Linked DNA regions of Zea mays: region 1 is linked to region 2. Evidence: chromatin contacts called from public Hi-C data. All regions are on one chromosome and are shown on one strand. Each heading gives the region's core, a stretch centred on a gene start, on an enhancer-like site or on the middle of the called end of the contact. The rest is flanking DNA. Distances are from core to core; before and after follow the strand shown. Region 1 holds the start of LOC103629048. Region 2 holds the start of LOC103629045.

Region 1 (3,323 bases), core at 268-2,767, 180 kb after region 2:
TTATCTCTCTGAGCAACCACCCCATCACCAGTGTTCTCAGCTTTGCAATTTTCATTCCCACTTTCTTGTGAGCACTGCAGATTGACACCCACACTTTTAGCTAACTCAGCCAATTCCTGAGAGCTAAGGAGATCCTCCTCACTGAGCTCCAAGTTAACCTGACCTCCACTGTCCTCTTCATTGTGCTGCAGTGTTTTGTCCCCTTTGTGGGTTATCTTTTGACCTTCACTCTCAGTAACAGTAGCAGTTTTTCTAGAGTGACCTTTGCCAGCCGAAGAAGCAACCTCATTCTTCTCCTTGCCGTCCACAGACTCCTTTCTAGCTTTTTTCCCTGTCGATTTAGACATAGATCCTTCAGAAACACATGTATTGGATTTCACTCTCTTACCAAGATTCGAATTCTCCTCATTCCACCCTTCTTCCACAATTGAATCCACTTTAAAATACACATCAAACAGAAAAGGCTTGACACCAACTTCCACTATTTTTGGAATCATGTTAATGCTCTTAACATGAACCTTAAACTTGACCGACTCTGACATCTCCAGAGATTTTAAATCCACTTCCTCAACAGCCCCCAAGATCGATCCCAGCTCGCAGATAGCCTGGTAGTGTCTTAACTCATCTAGCACATTCTCCGCACTCATCCAAACAGTATGCAGCCTTGCTTTCGCATTAGCCTGACAGTTCCAGGGCAGCACCATGATTTTAGCTCCGGACATCTTCATTTTGACCTCTATAAACTGACTCAGCTCATCTAGCTTATCTTGAGACGGAAAATGCATCACATAACCAGCTGGACATTTCTCTGCCTTCCAAGTTCTTCCCCAAGGAAAGTGAAAGCTAAAATCCTTTTCAAGCTCAGAGGCAGACACAAACCCTTCCAGAATCTTAACCAACCCCAAGCAAGATAGATTAGGTTTCCTGAGACTGGGTTTAGCATACTGGGATGAGAAGAACCCTAGCCCATCTGCAGCCATGCCCACAATCGGCATCATGGGCTTAATCTGTCGCGGCCAAACACATTTAGCCATCACATGGGTGTCCTTGCGACAGATCTCACACCAAAGAGACTTGCAGCAATCCCTTGCGTGATGACCTTCTTCCCCACACTTCTGGCAGAAAAATCTCCTCCCCATTTCATTCTCAGACCCAGAAGAATGAAGGGAGAAATTAGGGTTACCTTGCACGATCATTTCGCCAGTGGAAGAAGAGTCGGCTACATCCTTTTTGGGGATCGTCTTTCCAGGGGGGAGGCCTCAATCTCCAGCTCAGATTCCTGTTTCTACTCCACTGCGGCGGATCGCGAGCCTCCTCCCTGTTGTTCCCAGTGCCCCATTTTTGGCTCCAACCTTTGGCACCCATCGCCTCACGCCTTGCAACCGGCAGAGATCTCCCCGATCCAATCCTCGACCACTCCTCCTCCGAGGACGGGGGCTGGATCGGCACCCACCTCCACCCACCACTGAAACTAGATCTCACCGAGGAAGGGGATGACCAGATCGAGGCAAGTAAAGCGGCCAAGTGAGGGAGCGAAGGAGAGCCGATTAGGTCAAGTTGCGGCACAGCGGTTTCCACCCTTGATTTGGCTAGAGGCGATGTGTCTTCATCCTATGCCCCATCCCACATCGAATGGGCCTCCAAACCACCATGGGACCGATCTCCATTAAACGGCTCAAAGGAAACATCAACCCCAGGAACCCACCCCCGCCACAGCCTCATTGCAACAAAATCACATGGCTATCGGCAGCAACGGAGAAGCCCAAGGAGGAAGGCGGCCTAGGAGAGGGGGGGGGAGAATAAGAACACCTCACCAGAGAGGACCAGAGGACGGAGGACGAGAGCCGACGAGTTCAATCTGAATGTCTGGCCTGCCACGGGAGGACTACTAATGGGTGTTTGTCGCCGGCGAAGGGCCCGACGAAGACCAGGCGAAGGGGTCGACGAGGCTACCAAGACCGGGGCACCTGGCGTAGGATGGCGGACCCTTTTTCAGCTCCTCCTAGAGCTGGCGACCTGCCTTCTGATCCTGTCATTCAACAAATACTACGCCTTCGCCATCCTCACCGCCGTCGTCGCCCTCCTCCAACCGAAGCTGCGGCATGCGGCAGACAGACACGTGTTGCCATCCTTCACACAGGACATGATCGGAGACGATGAGGACAGTCCATACCTGGGCCATTTGCTGGACCTTTCACAAGGCATCGCCAGTTCTGGCGGCCTCTTCACGGCGATCGCCGGACGCTTCATGGTAGGGCCATTCAACACGGTTGGTTTCTTCTTCTTCTGTGCGATAGCTCTCGGGCTGTATCTGTCCATGGTGGTGACGGTGGGAGCTGTGTCTCGTCCCCACGCCAAGTGTCTCGCCATCGTCGTCGTGGTCCTCGTCGTGCTCACGCTTATCGCCGCCTGCATCCTATTTGTTGGGCACTCGGGAAGCAAGCCGCAGGTTGTCACCTAGTAGATCCATAGATCTTTATCTACTTAATTATCCTTGGCATTCTGTTTTTCTTTTAGTTTACTTGTATGTATCTGTCTATCTGAGAATGATGTCCGATGCATGCTCCCGTTTGTTGCATTTTTTTCACAATGTGATTTTATTGGTTCAAATAAACACAGCAGTGTATCGTTTAGAATACAAATAACATGGAAGTTTTCTGAACTCTCCTTTCATTTCTGCCAGCTGAAATGTGAGCGAGTGTTGGCTTTTACACTGGATGAGGCAGGTTACAGCACAGTTTTAGACCTGATTTACAAATGGCTGGTCTAATTGATTTCAATGCCATTACGCCCTTCCCCAATAATACACCAGCTCCGTGCAGCAGCTGTACCTTCACCTAGCTCTAGCAACAGCGCTGCGCTAGTTTACTGCTGCAACCACAACTGAAATAGTCAGAAGCGAACAGGCCCATTGGTTCATCATAATTAATTTGTAAAGAAAGCAAGCAGCCAACAGGCAAGCGCGCAGAGCAAGAGCAAGCCAGTAAAGAGACTAGCAGAAGGCCCAAGTGGCAGCCCAATATCGTATCCTAAACCCAACGTTGGATGGAACCAATCCATGGATCTTATTTGCTTATTATTATCCCTGGTAATCTGAATGTTCTTTAATTTACTTGCTTGTATGTAGCTGATAAGTATCCTGTGTGACACTCCTATTTGTGCATTTTTTTATACCTCAATGTAATTTTGTTCGTTAACAGACAGCAGTATAATTGAGAATACAAACCTTCATTTCTGTCAGCTGAACTGTGAGTGCTGTAACCTACCTTGAATAAATGGTTATTGGACGTGATATACAATGGTTAAACCTCATGACATTAATT
Region 2 (3,371 bases), core at 773-3,272:
AAAGGAGGTACTATAGCATTGAATTTGTTGCAGAAGCAGAAGAAAAGGTCCAAATTATTCAGCAACACATGAAAGCCGCACAATCTCGTTAGAAAAGTTATGCCAACCAGAGGAGAAGACCGCTTGTTTTTTAGGTGGGTGACCATGTATACCTGAAGGTATGTCCGATGAAAGATGTACAAAGATTTGGAGCCAAGAAGAAGCTCGCACCTAGATACGTGGGGCCCTATAAGATCTTAGAATGGAGAGGAGAAATGGCTTACAAATTGCAATTGCCTGAAGCGATGAGTGCTATCTTTCTGGTTTTTCATGTATCCAACCTAAAGAAATGTCTGCGTATCCCTAAGGAAGAGATCGAACCACAAGGGCTCAAGATTGGATCAGACTTAGTATACCAAGAACAGCTAGTTCAAGTGGTGGACAGCAAAGACAGAGTGACGCAGAATCGAGTAGTTAGAACTTATAAGGTTTTGTGGAGTCATCACGATGAACGAGATGCAACCTAGGAAACCGAGGCCTACCTACGTGACGTTTACCCCGAATTTCATAAACAATGGTTAGTAACACAAATCTCGGGACAAGATTTTTATAAGGGGAGGGCTGTAACACCTCTAGGTGTTAAGTTGCATAAGCATGTTCATCACCACGAACATCATCATGACTATCATCATGAGCATCACCCTAAGCACCCTTGGCATGAGCATCAACTCAAAGGACCATGTCATTTCATGTGGAGTATGAAACTTGTTTGAATTTGCTTGAATTGTGTTTGAATTGCAGAGGGACATGAGTGCTTAACACAAGTGAGTGTGTTGGTTGTTCACTAAACCAACCTAGACTGACTTAGGACGTATAATTAAGCAATGTTCATGTTGATCATCTTGGCTAATTAAGCTCCTAAGTGATAGTGGCTTTGTTTTGACCCTAGAAGTGGTTTTGTTTGACTAATTAAACAGTGCTATCTACATTGCTTGCATGTTGATGTGCCCTAAATGAAACATGTGTAGAATTTCATAAGGAACAAAAGTTATTTTGGGGCCAAGTCATGAAAATGTGTGGAAAATGCTCAAAAAGTGGTTAGAAGGCAGATTTGGGGGCTGTTTTGAGACTTAGAATTTTTCTCTATGTGGAACTGATTTTCAGTTTCGATGAACCCATGTTTGGGGCTCTGTAGATTGAAATCTAGGCCGAATCAGAGGGTGATTAGTAAAGAAAAGTTGTTGATCTCATGTAGCTCTACAACTTTTAGTAATAGAGTTTTTGCTAATGACATTTGGTTAGCGAGATAATCGTGCACGAAATGGCTTTGTTAGTCACCTGACGAAGCCGTCGCCGCACGCGACGTCGACGTCGTCGTGGCCGACAGCGTCAGGCCGCGCACTGTAACACCCCTAGGTGTTAAGCTAGCTTAGCGTGCCATATTAGAGGCATAATCATCATTTCATAAAACATCATGAGCATTGCATTTAAATTTGGCTAAGTGATATTTCATGTAATGTTTGAATTGGACTTTGATTTTAATTTGATTAAATCATGCATGAATTAAATAATGTGAATATGCACATGCTTGTTTTTGCCCTAAATTCTTGTGTTTGGTCATTAAGTGAATTTAGAAATATTAGGAATAAAAGTTTGAGGCATGTTTGTATTCAAATTGCCACCAAATTCAAATTTGAAATTAAATGGATTCAAATGCTCTTTTGCATATTTTATCTTTGATTCAAAATCTGTTAAAAAATTTTGAGTTGGTCATTAAAGCAAAGTTGTAGCGCATAAAATTTGGAACAACTTTTATTTTCGCCCCATCTTGTGAAAATGTTTGCAAAATGCTCTAAATAGGGTTTTATTGTTATTAAATTAATTTAAAAAAATAAAAAGGGGAGACCCTAAACGGGCCGCCCCCTCACTTCTGGCCCACGACCGGAGGCGGCCCGCGGCGGCAGCGGCCCACGCACGCGCCCGAGCTTTTTGCAATTTTGGCATCGCCATCGTCGGGTTCCAGAGCTTTGGCATCCCGATCAGTGCAATTGCCCTCTTGGCATTATAATCCCGGACGCTTTGAACATCTGGCATTCGTGGCGGCTGATCGTCATTACCAGGTATGCTATTCCCTTGCTGCCCCTCGCTCGTGCCTTCCGTTTGCACCGTCTGGTTTTTCCGTTCAGCCGAGTACTCCAGTTCATCGAGCGCTCCAGTTCGTCCGTCTCCTTGGTCCAAGTGGTGGCCGCGAACTCCTACTGGATGCTGCGTCCTCCCCACCGCCGCCGCTGACCAGGTGAGTTTCAGAAGCAATGTGGGCACTTAATCTTGGGTCCCAGCCTCATTGTCAACTTTGAGATGTTCCTCGCTGCAGATCTGTGCCGCCGCTCTGGAGCGCTCTGCGGTCTACGCGACGGCGCGCACAGGAGCTGAGGACCTCGGCCTGTAGGTCATGGACTCTCCACGAGGTATGCTCCCATGTAATGGACAGCAATAATCCACTTAGCAGTAGATTTTTTGCATTTTTGTTGCAATGGACTGCTATAAATATAAGTCTCATGGTTTTTGTACTGTTATTTGGTAAAATGCAAATACACATTAGGGATTGATAACGTTGTAGTAGGTGCGGCATTGTCTCTGTCTCTGACTGAAGAAAATGTGCAATTGTTGTTCGGCCGTGGCGTGTCGCCAACCAATGAAATGACTGCACCGCGCTGCGAAGAGGAAGATTGGAGTTTAGCTTGTATTGGCCAGGACGATCGCGTCACATTTGGTACCTCGGTGAGTAATGTATTTGTGATGCTCTTTAGTTTGATCCAAATATGTACTAATTATGAGTTTGTGTTGTGTAGGGAAATTGTAATCCAAGTGAATATGTTGATTGGGATTCAATCGAAGTTGAAGACAGGTGGACCGAGGAAGGAAGACAGAATGTTACTAGTGAACAAGCATTGTATATCCAGCTGGGTTTGCATAATGAGGATGTGTTTGAATCTGCTCAAAGGGAAGAAGAATCAGCTCGTCATGTTAGATGGAGTAATAGAGACTTTTTGGATGGTGAAGCATCAGCTGCCATTCCATGTTCTGATTCTGTGGTAGATGAGGAACGGATTGTTTATGACATGAACAATCCTGTTAAGAAAAAAACCTTCTTAAATTTTCCTTCAGGCAATTTTCCTTCGCATCACAGGGCTAAGTTAAGAAAAAAACCTTCTTAAATCCTCATCTCTCCAAAAAACCTGCTGTTGTCACAGGGCTAAGTTAACTTTGCCCTCAGCTACTAAATTTCTCCTCATTTGAATCCATTCGAGTTCAATGACAAATAGCATCACTGGGCATCACTAGGCACAGTTCCAGCACATATAATTTCATTTAACAGAACTGATGCAGGA

Evidence for each region. Hi-C and Micro-C count contacts between places; a contact is called where the count stands out from the background.
Region 1: a Hi-C map of leaf shows a contact between it and region 2, with 8 times the contacts expected there. The contact joins the promoter of LOC103629048 here to the promoter of LOC103629045 in region 2. A contact is called at or near these places in 10 of 25 Hi-C or Micro-C datasets (ear, endosperm, leaf and 3 more) and 1 of 3 datasets of contacts at active chromatin or transcription factors (seedling).

The regions. Positions count from the first base shown.
Region 1 is chr6:18,795,665-18,798,987 of Zm-B73-REFERENCE-NAM-5.0, forward strand. LOC103629048 reads right to left here and starts at 1,518. Exons shown (of 2, transcript NM_001357028.1): 1 at 1-1,518. The coding sequence starts at 1,196. LOC118472159 reads left to right here and starts at 1,103. Exons shown (of 1, transcript XM_035959882.1): 1 at 1,103-2,673. The coding sequence starts at 1,892. The coding sequence ends at 2,461.
Region 2 is chr6:18,610,902-18,614,272 of Zm-B73-REFERENCE-NAM-5.0, forward strand. It overlaps LOC103629045, which reads left to right and starts at 2,023. Exons shown (of 4, transcript XM_008650248.2): 1 at 2,023-2,275; 2 at 2,354-2,447; 3 at 2,603-2,760; 4 at 2,832-3,371. The coding sequence starts at 2,432. The coding sequence ends at 3,197.